Regions from separate parts of the Sus scrofa genome. Here regions 2, 3 and 4 are each linked to region 1. A link is a contact called in public Hi-C, HiChIP or PLAC-seq and promoter capture Hi-C data. All regions are on one chromosome and are shown on one strand. The core of a region is the stretch at or near the end of the contact, and the rest is flanking DNA. Distances in the headings are between cores, read along the strand shown.

What was found. Promoter capture Hi-C pulls out the DNA fragments that hold promoters and counts their contacts. Hi-C and Micro-C count contacts between places; a contact is called where the count stands out from the background. HiChIP or PLAC-seq counts read pairs in DNA pulled down with a chosen protein or histone mark.
Region 2: a promoter capture Hi-C map of fetal liver shows a contact between it and region 1, with 4 times the contacts expected there. The contact joins the promoter of SLBP here to the promoter of UVSSA in region 1. A contact is called at or near these places in 2 of 5 promoter capture datasets (fetal liver and liver) and 1 of 2 datasets of contacts at active chromatin or transcription factors (alveolar macrophages).
Region 3: a contact with region 1 is called in an H3K27ac HiChIP or PLAC-seq map of skeletal muscle, with 4 times the contacts expected there. The contact joins the promoter of FAM53A here to the promoter of UVSSA in region 1. A contact is called at or near these places in 1 of 47 Hi-C or Micro-C datasets (liver) and 1 of 2 datasets of contacts at active chromatin or transcription factors (skeletal muscle).
Region 4: a contact with region 1 is called in a Hi-C map of retroperitoneal adipose tissue, with 2.4 times the contacts expected there. The contact joins the enhancer-like site here to the promoter of UVSSA in region 1. A contact is called at or near these places in 11 of 47 Hi-C or Micro-C datasets (alveolar macrophages, embryonic fibroblasts, fetal liver and 6 more) and 2 of 2 datasets of contacts at active chromatin or transcription factors (alveolar macrophages and skeletal muscle).

Annotation. Positions count from the first base shown.
Region 1 is chr8:571,745-574,999 of Sscrofa11.1, forward strand. UVSSA (UV-stimulated scaffold protein A) reads left to right here and starts at 1,557. Exons shown (of 14, transcript XM_021100878.1): 1 at 1,557-1,709; 2 at 2,645-2,780. The coding sequence starts at 2,683.
Region 2 is chr8:816,567-819,821 of Sscrofa11.1, forward strand. SLBP (stem-loop binding protein) reads right to left here and starts at 1,588. Exons shown (of 8, transcript NM_001244857.1): 1 at 1,441-1,588; 2 at 1,232-1,348. The coding sequence starts at 1,499. It overlaps TMEM129 (E3 ubiquitin-protein ligase TM129), which reads right to left. Exons shown (of 4, transcript XM_003128802.4): 4 at 3,196-3,255.
Region 3 is chr8:794,899-798,153 of Sscrofa11.1, forward strand. It overlaps FAM53A (protein FAM53A), which reads right to left and starts at 1,485. Exons shown (of 6, transcript XM_021100891.1): 1 at 1,377-1,485; 2 at 734-853.
Region 4 is chr8:774,706-777,960 of Sscrofa11.1, forward strand. FAM53A (protein FAM53A) reads right to left here. Exons shown (of 6, transcript XM_021100891.1): 6 at 2,376-3,220. The coding sequence ends at 2,957. Among named protein-coding and RNA genes, the nearest start is that of FAM53A, 20 kb to the right of the region's middle. Within about 2 kb of position 1,781, at least 33 of the 83 cell types and tissues checked have an H3K27ac peak or open chromatin away from gene starts, as enhancers often do. A contact at or near this core is called in alveolar macrophages, fetal liver, mesenteric adipose tissue and 3 more, where this site is marked.

The sequences.
Region 1 (3,255 bases), core at 307-2,806:
TTCGTTAACCACGGAACCATGACAGGAACTCCTCTCCTCTTTCTTAGCCGCTCATGGAGATGTACTGTCACAGAGCCACCCTTTCAACGTGTACAACGCCAGGTTTAGTATGGTGATGAGATGGGCAACCACTTCTAATTCCAGATCACGGGAGCTCCCTGGTGGTCCAGCAGGTGAAGACTCAGCATTGTCACTGCTGTGGTGCAGGTTCCATCCCCGGCCTGGGAATTTAAGCATGCCTGGGGAGTGGCCAAAAAAGTCTAGATCATGTAAACCTGCTACAATGGAAAAAATAAAAACCATTAAAAAAAAGTCTAGATCATGTTTGTCACCCCAAAAAAGAACCTCTGCGGCCATCAGCAGCTGCTTCCCTTCACCCCGACAGCAGCCCACACGGGTGACAAGTCTGCTTTGGACTTGCCTTTTGCAAGCATTGCCGTCTAAATGGCCTCACCCTCCATCTGGCCTTTGTGACGGCCTCCTTTCACCTAGTGTCCTGTTTTGAAGGCGAACCCCTGTTGAAGCGCACCAGTGCTGCAGCCGGTTTTGGCTGAAGGCAGGCCCACTCTGCCCCGTCACCTGAGGGGCACGGGGCTGTCTCCACCGCTGCACGAAGGCCTGTGCCATGGCCGCGACGTCCACCTTCCGGGAGGTGCCCGTCTTCAGTGCCTTCGCTCCACTCTGCCCCTCCCCGGCCCTGAAAACCCCCAACTCGCTCGCTCCCTGGCGCCCGTCTGTGCTGGTGCCGTGGGCACTGAGAGCCAAGCGGGCCTGCCAAGGGAAGGCAGAAACAAGAGCGGGGGCGCGGCCGGTGTGGAGGCCCTGGGCTGCGGCGCAGAGCCCAACAGAGGGCCGGGCGCCCGGGGCTGGGAGGCGGGAAGCGGCGGGCGGGAGAACACCTGGTGCACATGTCCCGGCGGCTGGCCCACGGCGGTCCACTGGCTCGGGGGCATCACCTGGCACTTGGGGTCCCCGGCTGCGTGAGGAGCAAATGCCCAAGCCGAGGAGCCCCCGCCTCCGTTTCGTGGGACCACCGGGCGGGCGGGAAACAGGCCTGGAAGGGTGCCCCGGACACCGCTCCCTGCGCGGCCCTCGGACCTGGGAAACACAGCCGCGCAGCCGACGCTCTTTGCCGACAGCAGGGTCGCAACCCTCGGCGGAGGGCTGGGGGCACCCGCCTCCACCCTGTCCCCATTCGGGCCCTCCGAGCGGTGCCCGTCCGGACGCCCTGTCGCGGGGGCTGACCCGAGCACCGCCACCCTTCCAGCGGTCGCGCGGAGGAGGCCGCGTTCGCACCCCTCAGGCCCGCCCCACCCTTGGCCCGCGCACGCGGCCCCTTTAAGGACTTGCTGCGCCCGCCCGCCTCCTTTTTCTCGCGCGTCGCTCTCCCCAGCGGCCCCGCCCCCGCCGGGAGCGCGCCTGCGTCACCGCGCAGACTTCGGCCGCGACCCGGCATCCGCGCCTCCCGGGTCAGGGCCCGCCGTCGCTCGGGGTCATGTGACAGGCGTGGGCGGGGCCCCCACCGGAAGGGGCGGGCTAGCGTGACAGCGGCGGCGGCGTCGCCCGGTCGATGCGGTCCTGGCCGCGCCGACCTTCGCCCTCGCGCCGCCGGGGCCGGAGCGAGCCAACCACTGCAGCGATCGGGGGCACGTGACGGGGGCGGGCCCTTCGCCGGAAGGGCGGGGCGAGGCGAGCGGCCTGGTCGCGCGGTAGGTGCCGAGGTCGCCGCGCCGCTGGGGGGGGAAGGGGCAGGGGGAAGGGGCGGCGGGGCGGGGTCCGAGGGCGCGCCTTCTCGCGGGACGCCCCTCCTGCACCCCTCCCCGGACGCTGCTCCCGGCCCCGCCTCCCCGCCGCCGGGGCTCCCCACGCACCCGCAGGTCGGCCCGACGGGTCCTTGGGCCGCGCGGTGCTGGGGGTGTGCTCGAGAGAGGGACCCTGGCCTCGGCCGCCGCGGGTGTATTGAGCCCATGTCGTGACCCTACACGTTACCGTTGGCGAGCGCGCCGGGGGAGGCTGGGCACACCTGCCCCGTCCGTCCCTCCTTCCGCCCAATGAAGCTGAGCCCTACGGCCCCCCAGGCGTCCTGGCCACCCGTGCCCCCGTGGGCGTTGAGCGACCCGGCCCCTTCCTGCCTGCGCACCTGCTGCGCGGGCGCCTTGGCCTCCTGGACACCGGTCTCTGGGCGGCGCCCCGCGCGGTGGTCAAGTCGCAGCCACTGGCTTTGCTCTCTGGAGGCTGCCTGTGGCCTGCGGGTGAATAGCAGAGTTGGCAGGGAAGAGGCGCCGCGGCAGTCGTGTGGAAAACTGATTTAAACGTAACGCAGACAGTTCCGTTCCTTCCCTTAACTCGGGATGGGTGGGACAGAGCCTTGACTGCAGCCTCTGCCCCGCTCAGCGTGAGAGTTATTGTCCTTTTCTTAATTACTCCCCCAGAGTCCTTGGCCCGGCCTGGCATCTCGCCTTGAATTGTGGTATTTCACAGAAACACAGCAACCCCTGTGAGATGGTCCAGGAGGTTCATCTGGCAGAGGCCAGGCCGTGAGGACCCAGCCTTGCACCCATGTCCCAGTGCCCAGCATGCAGTAGAGCCCAGCACACAGTCGTTAATAAAGTCAAGAGCCCTGAAGTACCGCGTGCCCCTACAGGTAGTTGCTTAGCACCTCTGTGCTCCGCATTTCTACACATGGAGCAGCAGCTCTCAAAGTTGGTGGAAGAGCTCACGATGTCGGGAGAACCCCAGCTGAGTCCTGGGAAGATGAAGGAGCTGAAGAAGATTTGCAAGTACGTCTGAGGTTCAGCCTTTCACGGTGACGGGCTGGCTCCACAAGTCCTGACAGCCCTGGGAGGTTGTCCAGCTCCCCCTGGGGTCAGCCCTCCCCTGCCTGTCCCCAGGATGCCCATCTGCTGGGGAAGAAGCGGCAAAGGAACACTCCCAGGGCCCTGCGGCCCCCAGCCGGGGCAGTGGTCCTGTCCTGAGGTGGGGAGGACACAGCGGGGCTGCGGGTTCTGCCTTTCCGTACCACGGGAAGGAGGCTGGAGGTCAGAGTGGGCTCTGCGGCTCAGCAGGACCTACCTGTCTGGTTTTTCCTGGCTGCCTGTTTGGCATGTGGAAGTTCCTGGGCCAGGGATTGAACCCGAGCCACAGTAGTGACAACCCTAGGTCCTTAATCGGCTGCGCCACAAGAGAACACTTGGTTTCATTTGCTTTGTTTTGAGGACCTACCTGTCTTTGGAACACATACACCCCTCTCTTTTC
Region 2 (3,255 bases), core at 338-2,837, 240 kb after region 1:
GTGACCTCTCTTCACCTCCAGCCCCAGGGCTGTCAAGGCCTTGCCCACTACACTAAACCTGCCCCAGGCAGTCTCGAGGCCCAAGTCTTCAAGCGTCTGGACTGCGGCTACGCCTGTGTGCGCCGCCCCAGCAGGCTGGGAGGTCCTGCTCCCTTCTCCGTACAGCTTCCTTTACTCGTCTGGAAAAAAACTCTCTTTTCCTTTTCGCCGCGGTACCCACAGTGTGCGGAAGTTCCGGGCCAGGGATCAAACCCGAGCCTCTGCAGCTGCTGCGGTCAGATTCTTAACCCACCGCGCCACACGGGGAACTCCCTGAAAAGTCTCCTAAAACCTGAGCACCTCCTTCCCCAGGGCAGCCCTGCTCCGCCCGCCCCTCTTCACCTTGGCAAACGGTCCCACCAGCCGAGGCTTCAGGCCTGGCAGCTCAGTGCTGCTGGACTCTGCACCAACCCCCGCCCCCAGGAAGTTCTGAAAAGTCTCGGGCAGCACCCGGCTCGGCCCTTCCGCGGCTCCGTCCTCACCCCCGCTTCGCCTCAGCTCAGCAGCTGCCCCTGCAGGGCGGCCTCGCCTCAGGCCTGCGGAGCTGCCAGGACCCCCTCCCACGGCACCCCGGTCCCCCCAAAAGGTCCCCCGACAGAGGCCTCCCCCGGCCCGGCTCCTCGCCCCTCTGCCACACGCCGGGGGAGCACGGCAGGAGGCAAGTCCTGTTCGGCCCCAGACCGCAGGCTGCCCGCCTGCGAGACGCTGCGTAAACCGGGGGGCGAACGCTCGAGGCCGGCGGGCGGCGGGGGCAGACGCGAGCTTCCCCCTCCGCCTGCAGCCCGCCCGCGACTTGCCGCGACTCCGGGCCGACCCCGAACGTTCCTGCGCTGACGTTCCGTCCGCCACGGCCACGGCCACGGCCTGGGCAGTTCTCGGGCCAGGCAGCGGGCGCAGGACCCCGCGGGGCCCCGGAGACGCTGCGCGTCGACGCCTTTGAAGGCCCCCCGCCCAGCCGCGTCGCCAAGGTCTGAGACGGGGTCGCCCCGGTGCCGCCCCGGGGACGTACAGGGCTCGGCGCCCGAGCCCGGCTTGCGATGCCACCCGCCACCAAGACACCTCACAGGCCCCCCGACCGCGGGCCCGCGCGAGCCGGGGGGGGCGACCCCCGGCGCCCCGGCGAGTCGGGGGCGGAGGCCCCGCCCGCGCTCACCCTCGGACCGGCCCGGCCCCCCGCGGCCCTCGGGCCCACCTGTCGGGTCTGCGGCCGCCCGCCGGCCTCGCGGGGCCCTCGGCGTCCTCCGGCTTCCGGCGCCTCCCGTCGGCCGTGCGCTTGCGTCCCAGGCTCCATCTCGCGGGGGGCGGCGGGCTGGCGACGAGAGGCCGCGTCAGGACGGAGCAGCCCGGGCCCCCCGCCCGCGCGCCCCGCCCGGGAGCCCCCAGCGCGCGGCCCGGCCTCACCTGGCGTCGCCGTCGCGGCGGCTCCCGCACCCGGAGGGGCTTCGCGGCCGGCAGGCCATGGCGACGCGGCGGGCGGGGGCGGGGGTCCTCGGGTCCTCGGGTCCGGCGGCGGCGACGCTGCCTTCTCCGCGCGGCGCCGACGGACTGCGCGCGCCCCGCCCCCAACCGCCTTTATCGGCCGCCGCCCCGCCCCCCGGGCTCCCGCGCGCGCCGAGCCGGGCGAGACCATCGCGCCTACGCCGGGGGGAGCCGCCCGGCCCCGCGCGCCCCGCAGGCCGTCCCGCCGGGGGCGGGAGAGGCGGGAGCGCAGCGCCGCACGCTGCCGTCCTGGAGGCGGAGGGGCGCCGCCCGGCCGACCGAAGCGGGGTTCCCTAAAAACGCTGTCCCCTCCGCCATGGAGGCGGCCGGGCCGCCGCCACCCTCGGACGCCGATTGGCCGCGCCCTCGCGGACTCGGGGAGGGGTATTGGCGGGAGATTCGGGCGCGGGCGCGCCGAGGCGAGGGGAGGGGCCGGCGAGAATCGCCGAAGAGCCCCGTCCCGACGGGGAGCGGCCCCTGATTGGTCGGCCCGGAGAGGGCGGCCTCCGCTGGGCCGGCCGGCCGCGACCGCAGGACCCGCGCTGGCGGGAACCGGGAACCCGGAACCCGGAAGGGCCGGCGCCGGGGCGGCGCGGGCCCGAGGTCTTCCGCGGGCGAGCGCTCTGTGGTAACTCGCTCGCCGCCCCGGGAGCCTGGCGCCGCGAGCCTCCGTCAGTCCTCGCCGCTCAGCACAGCTCACGTCCGCCGCCTCCGGCAGCGCTCCCCGCGGGCCCCCGCTCAGGCTCCGGGAGCGCTCCCCGCCCTAAGGGCTGATGCTGGGCGCAAGAGGAGGGAAGGAGGACCCCAGCGCAGCGAGAAATAAGAGACACTGGGGATGCAGAAAACTCGAGTGCACCTGCGGCGCTTTTCCCCTTCGGCCTGTCAGGTTCCCGGGCCAGGCATCGAACCAGAGCCGCGGTTGCTGCCTGTGCCAAGGCTGCGGCAAGGCCAGATCTCAACCCGCTGCGCCACAAGGGAACTTCCACCTCTCTTGCTTTTGTTTGTAACGGGTTGTACTGTACCATTTTCTACAAAAGTTCAGGGTCCGGCAAGAATATAAAGGAGGAGTTCCCTTCTTGGCTCAGCGGAAACACATCTGACGAGGATCCCTGCGGACGCAGGTTCGATTCCTGGCCTCACGCGTTGCTGTGAGCAGTGGCGGCGGCCGCAGACGCGACTTGGATCTGGCGCGGCTGCGGCTGCGGCGTAGGCCAGTGGCTGAGGCTGATTCGACCCCGAGCCTAGGACCCTCCCTATGCCGCGGGTGTAGCCCTAAAAAGAGGAGAGAGAACATAAGGGAGCAGGAGGCACACGCTGTTGAGGAACTCCCGGCCCAAGCCACTCTCTCGGCCACCCAGGCACCCCAGCGGACACAGCAGAGAGCACAGGCTGGAGGCCCCAACACCTCGGGCCGCTGGCATCCTCCCCAACATAGGGCCCCGCGTGTTGACCCCTCCCAATCCCCCAGACCCTTCAACAAGGGTGCCGGGGAAGTGGACTTTTTGAGACCCCAGCCCCCCAGCTAGGAATCAGAAGATCCCTAGAGTCTGCCTCCTTTTTCCTCTCATTCTGAACAAATACGCACATTAAAGCTGCCGCTTCTAAGACCGCCTCTCCCCAACTGCTACCAAAGCTTGGGTGTCAGGAAAAACAAAATACTCCCATTAGGAAAATACATACAAGTTCATACTAACATTTTATTAAATAGTATATCACTTCACTACAATAGATCTATCT
Region 3 (3,255 bases), core at 235-2,734, 220 kb after region 1:
GAAGGTGGTTTCCTTCTACCATTTGGATCGAGGCTGCGCCCTCTTGTCCCCACCTGCTTCCAGGGCAACACGCCTGGGAGACAGGAAGAGGAAGCAGGATCCATAAGCTCGAGTTAAATGTCTTAACTACTGTGAAACTGAAGCACATTCTTGACGTCAAGCAAACAATCCTGAGAAATCAGCGTAAACTCAGCTGAGTAATGAATCAAGTTTGAGGGTTTTTTAAAAAGTATTTTGAGGAGTTCCCATCATGGTTCAGTGGTTAACGAACCCCACTCGTATCCATGAGGACGCAGGTTTGATCCCTGGCCTTGCTCTGTGGGTCAAGGATCTGGTGTTGCTGGGAGCTGTGGTGTTAAGTCGCAGCCGCGCCTCGGATCCTGCGTTGCTGTGGCTGTGGTGTAGGCAGGCGGCTGTAGCTCCCATTCGCCCCCTAGCCTGGGAATCTCCATAAGCCGTGAGGGCAGCCATAAAAGAAAAAAAAAAAAAATGTATTTTGAAGTTATGGAAGCTTAGAGTCAAGCAGACGTGGCCCATGATAAAATGCAAACACGGAGTCAGTTTAACGAAGACTAATACACGTCAGACCTGCCACCGAAAAGGGCACATAACGTAGAAACAAAGTGAACACTGCAATCACCCGGCGCACCTCCCTCCACTCGGGAAAGTCTTAAAGGGACCCAGACTCCACGTCTATGCAGAGAAAGCAGCTCGGGAATCCACCTCCAATCACCTTCCACAGGTCCCCGCGTCGCGCAGGTCCAGCTTCGGAGCTCCCTTAACGCACAGCTTAGCACGTCAAACTTCCTGCTTCTCTCTCGCTGCAAGATGCCAGGCAGAGGAGCCCCAGGAACTGCTCTCAGCACAGGAACGACGACAGGTCAAAGTCGGTTCAACAAGTGGCAGCGCGCCCCAGGCGAGGCAAAGGGTGCGTGCAGTGCACGGGGCCCCGGGTGCGCGGGATGGGCGGGGGTCTCGGGGCGCAGGAGGCCGGGGTGGGTGAGGCTGCGGGGGCGCAGGAGTCTCGGGGCCCGGGACTCTTGGGACGCGCAGGGGGCGGGGGGCGCGGGGGCTCGGGACTCGGCGGGCCTGGGGGTCGTGCGCGCGGCGGGGGTCCCAACCCCAGACGGCGAGCCCTCGAGTCCCCGCGCCCTCAGCGCCCCGCCCGCCGCGCTCTCCCGGTCCAGCGGCGGAAACGCTCGGCACCGACGCTGGTGGAAAAGCATCGGGCCGCGCGGGCCGGGCTTGGCGAGCTGACAGGGACGGGTACCTTCTGGGCCAAGTTCACGCGCGGCCCCGCGCCGGCTCGCGCACGCACAGCCCCGGGCGCGCGCGCGCACGGACCGGCGCCCCGCGGGCCACTACGGGCCCAGTACCTGAGCGCAGCAGGGCGGGCGGAGCCTGGGAGCCGCCGGCCCTCTGGCCGCGCTCCTCGCTCAAAGGACGACACGCCTCAACCCCGGCGGAACGGGACTGAGAGCGGCGCCCCGCCCCCTCGACACAGGCCCCGCCCCACGCCGCCGCCCCGCCCCACGCCGCCGCCCCGCCCTTCAGCGGGCTGCCCCGGCCGTCCTTGAGGAGCCCGGGGCGCGTGGGAGGCGGGGCCTGTGCCCCGGGGGCGGGGCCTTGTGGGCGAACGGGCGGGCCAGGAGGGCGGGGCTTGAGCCAACGGGGCGGGTTCCGCGCACACCAGAGCGCGTCTCCGAGGCGAGCGGGCGCACAGCGCGTGCGCCAAGCTGTCCGGGCGTTTCCCCCAGACCCCGGCCCCGAGTCGAAGCCCCACCCACCTGCGCGCCTGCGGGCGCTGGGCTTGACGTAGCTCACCGGGCGGCGGGAGGGCGTGCTCGGCGGGCAGGGGAGCAGGCGGCTGCTTGGCGCGAAGGGCTTGGTCCCGCCAGGGGCTCGGCCGTTTAGAGACCGCACTCCCCGCATCTTCCCCCTGAGCCCTGGCTCGCCGCCCACCCGCCCTGCCTGTGACCCGCTGTGTGACCTTGGGCAGGTCTCTCGCCCTCTCGGATCTCCCCGCGATTCCGCCCTGTGTGACCAGCAGGACGGCGGGTGCCCAGAAGCCGTGATCTAGGGCTCCCGGCAGGAGAGAAGGGTGGGCACTCATTCGTCTGGCGGCTGTGACCGGACCTCGAGGCGGGGGGCTCCACGTCGAGAGGCTGGCGGTCAGCGGGACTGCCCTTGGAAGGGGTCCTGCTTCCCCCTCCAGCCTTACATCCTGGGAGCCACCTGGGGTCCTGACCCCCGGACCCTGGCCTCTGACCGCCCCAGACTCGCTGGCCCCGCACAGCGCAGGACGCCCTGCCACCCCACCTCTTGGGGCAGCACTGAAACTGCACGTGTGGACCTTGGCTGTCTGTATGGGCCTGTTCATTCAAAGGATGCAGGCAGAAGCACCACCGTGAGAGGGGTGGCCAGGGCTGGGAGAGGTCTGAGGACCCTGTGGTCCAGAGCTCCGCCCATTTGAGTCTTCCCGGATCACCCAGATTTCCTGATACCCGGCTGCCAGGGCACCTGGAGGGGCACTTTAACCTGACACATTGCTACCAACTCCCAAAATGGAGCACAGTCTCTGCAAAGGGGAATTGATGCCAGGCAGGCAACCTGCTGAGCCCATCAGTGCGCTAAGCCCCAGGGCCTGGCCTGGCCTGAAATTGGGCCTTCAGGAGTGCCCTGGTCTCACTGGCCGTGCATGGAGAAGCCATCCGCAGACACTTGAGCCCAGGGCCTTCACCTGAGCCACACAGCTGCAGGAACAGTCCACCCACAGCTGTGTCCCGCCATGTGCTGGGCCTGGTTCGGGCAGTGCCCTTGCATGGGTGTACCACTGTGCCCAACCCAGGCCTCAGGGGGCACCTGTTGCCTCTAGGCAGCAGCACCCTGCAGCCCCTCCCGTGGACACAATGCCCCCTTTAACATCTTCTGGGACAAGGCCCTTCCTCCAAGACAGGAGGGCCACCAGGCTGGACAGGTAGCAGAGGCAGGACCACCCAGCATACAACGGGGGCTTTGATCTGGTCTGGACCCCACCAGGGAGCCCTCAGGGCCAGAGTTGGGCAGGCGAGGCCAGGGCCTAGGCTAAGCGTGGGCAGAGAAGGTACATCTTGGCAGAGCTGTCAGCCTCACTGCAAACCAGGCCCACTGAACAAGAGGGGTGTGACGGATGGCATCCGTCTGGGCATCAGAGCAGGAACAGGCTCCCAGCTGAGAGGAGCGGGACCACCCCAGCCAAGCCCCCCATGGGCTGAC
Region 4 (3,255 bases), core at 531-3,030, 200 kb after region 1:
TACATGCTGGGCCAAGCAGAGGGCAGCAACAGGGCAGCCTGTGCAGCGGGCAGGATTCCAGGGCCCGTTCCAAGGCACTGCCTTCCCCTGGCCTGGCCTTCAGAGGCCCCTTGACAGGTGTGGAGGGCAGTGGGAGACAGCGGACTGAGGGGCCTGGGGGGCAGGCGCTGCAGGGTTGGCCCAGGAAGCCCCACCCACCCACCCAGAGAGGCCAGTCCTGGGGGCAGGGTCTTTGGGGAGGAGCAAAGGGGAAAAGAAGCCAGCTTGGATGGTGGCTACGGGGAGCCTGGATGCCAAGGGCACTGCCATCCAGCCTCCTCCCGGCCTCAGCCCCCTCCCTCTCGGACCTGTCTGGTGGCCCTGCCCTGGGAGGCCTGGCGTGGGGGACGACCCAGGGAAGGGGGCAGGGTCCAGGGGAAGAGGAGACCCCAAAGCAGCCTGGTGGAGGCAGCCAGAGTGGGCCTGGGAGGGGGGCTGTCCGGCATGACCCCTGTCCACCCCCTGGGACCAAGGTGTCCAGCCACCAGCACCTCTGCCTGGGCAGGGTCTGCTCCAACCCAGAGCCCTGCCGGCACTGACTGTGGAGTTGATGCCTGAGGACCAGCCCCAGGGCCCCAGGAGCTGAGCTGCTCTGCAGGCCCCTCCCACCCACATGCCCATGCTCCAGGGTCGCCCACCTGCCCCCAGGGCCATTACCCACACCAGACCCCCAGCCCCCGACCTGGCACTTCTCATGACTTCAGTGAAACGACTCCAGGCATGGCCGCCCGTCTGCGTACACGGCCACCATCCCCCAGCCTGTGCCCCCAAGCACCCCACGTGGGCTGCAGGGCCACCGCGGGTGGAAGGACAACAGGACAGAGATGGGCCAGCAGGCCATGCACGTTGCCCTGGCCCCGAGCTGACACCTGAGCAAGAGGTGGGAGTGCCGGGGGACTGACCCAGCTGGGGGAGGAGGAGGGGAGAGGACAGCAGGGACCCCCACCCAGGGCCCAAGAATAGCAGGGGGCGTGGCCACTCGGAGAGGGACCCCCCCCCACCCCCTGATGGGCAGGAGGGGCGGGGCGTCAGGGGCCTCCCAGGAGGAGGAGTGTGGGCATGGGGACGGGCAGGAGCCAGGCAGGACCCAGGGGCCACCGTGGGGGCTGGAGCCACAGGGAGCACCTGACAGGGGCTTGGGGAGCAAGTTCACACACAGAGACCCCTGCCTCTGGCCGAGGGACCCTGGACAGGGAAGCTGGATGTGGGGGCGCCGAGCCTGCCCTGGGCCCACCCCCGACCGCCCTGTCCGCAGCTCAGGAAGGGGTCCTCGGGAGACGGGTGGGAAATGCTTCAGCCCCAGGTGGGGGATGTTTCCTGGGGCTCCGGCAGGGGTGTCCCGAGCAGGGTCGGGGGGGTCCTTCCGGGGCAGGGCGCTCAGGTCCTCTGGCCCTTGGCTGCAGCTGCCCTGTGACCACGACTCGGCCACAGCCCAGACAGACCCCGCGCAGCCCGAGCCTGGTGACCTGGCACCCCGCAGGGAGGGGTGGGCGGGGCTCAAGAGGGGCCCACCCTGGAGCCCAGACGGCAGGATGTGGCTGGCGGGTGGCTCTCACCTGGGCTCCCAAGCAGCCTGCGGTCCCGGCCAGGCTCTGCCCGGCTGGGTGGGCCTGAGGAGCTTCCCCGCCCACCTGCCACCCGGGTCTGAGGGCGAGGCTGGGCTCACTGCTGTCCCCTCCCAGCCTGGGTCCTGCAGCACCGCCCCTCGAGCCCCTCCCTCGGGAGGTGTCCTGAGAGGGCTCTCCAGCCAGACACCACCACCACGCTGTCCTCCTAGGCTACACCCCACGCCCCCACGGTGGCGCTGCTGCACCCTGGCTGCGTCGGCATGTTGGTTTCGTTCTTTCCTCTTTCAGCTAAACCTGGACAGCTTCCAGAACCCCGGAGGGGCCCAGCCGCAGAGGCAGGGAGCCTGGCTAGACACGCAGGCTGTTGTCCCTTTCGGCATCCGTCTGCTGCAGAGAGGGCCACCCGCTCCTTCCCCAGGAGAACCAGCAGAAGCCAGGGCGGCCTGCTCTGCCCCCTGAGGACAGCGGGCCCTCGGCTACAGCCGAGGTTTCGAGAAAGACGCTGGCATTTATCAGAAAAGAAACCGCGGCAGCCACTCCAGCTGTGCCAGGAAACACGCCAGACCAGGTGCCCCTGGACTTTACCTAAGGGACTCGACCTCCTCAGGAGGGGCCACCCGGCACATGAGACCGCCCCCCCACCGGAAGGGAGGCCGGAGGGCGGGGGGGGGTCAGAGGCCGCCCGCTGCCCAGTTTTGCCCACCTTCGCTCTACGTGCAGAAATGACCGGAGCTACAACGTTCTCAGGAAATCAATCAAGAAAATGTCTCCAAAGATTGGAAATGTTTTCTTTCAACGTCACGCGCTCCTTCCTCTTATCCAGAGCGCCTCAGACCTACATCTTTGGCAGAAGCCCTGCGATCTTACGAAACCGGACATCTCATGCCCCGGCCGGGACCGGCCTCGGCCGGGGAACCCGGACAGGAAAGCAGCGTGCAGCGGTCGCGCGTGCAAAGCAAGTCAGTGCCTTCTGCTGCAGCGACACGGCAGGGCCACCGGGACCCCGCGGCCTCAGCCACAAGAGCACCCCGCCCGAGACAGGCCCGGCTCCAAACAGCAGGCCGGTCGGGGGCACGGGCTGGGGGCTCTGCCCGCGGGCGTCCGGGTCCGAGGAGGGCCCGGCAGCCAAGCCACGAGGCGCCCGTCACGCAGGAGCCCAGGCCCAGGCTGGGCGCTGAGCTCACCTCCCCCGAAAAGAATGCCCTTCCGAAAAGGCGTTTCAAAACAGAGACGCTTTCTCCGAACTGCAAGAGCCGTAACAACGCCAGATGCTTCTCTAGGAAAGACGGCGTCGGCGTGAATTGCAACGTCCAGAGCAGCCAGCCCGGCGGCCCGGCCCAGGGCAGCGGTCAGTTGCTCTCGATCTGCTCCAGGTCCAGCTCGCCCTCCTCCCCGGCGCTGTCCCAGTCCCTGGGGTCGCCCCGACTCCCAGCCTCGCCGGCCGCCCACTCCCACGGGGCCCCCAAGCTGGGGCTGGTGGGGCTGGCGGGGCCGGGCCGGGCGCTGCCTGGGGGGCTGTGGGGGTCACGCCGGGAGGACGTGGCCGCCTTCGCGTGGGTGTCCTCCTCATCTTCACAGTCGAGGGAGCAAAGGCTTTTTGAATTTTTTAAAGTCTGCAACAGAAAAGACACAGGCTTAGGGCGTCTCC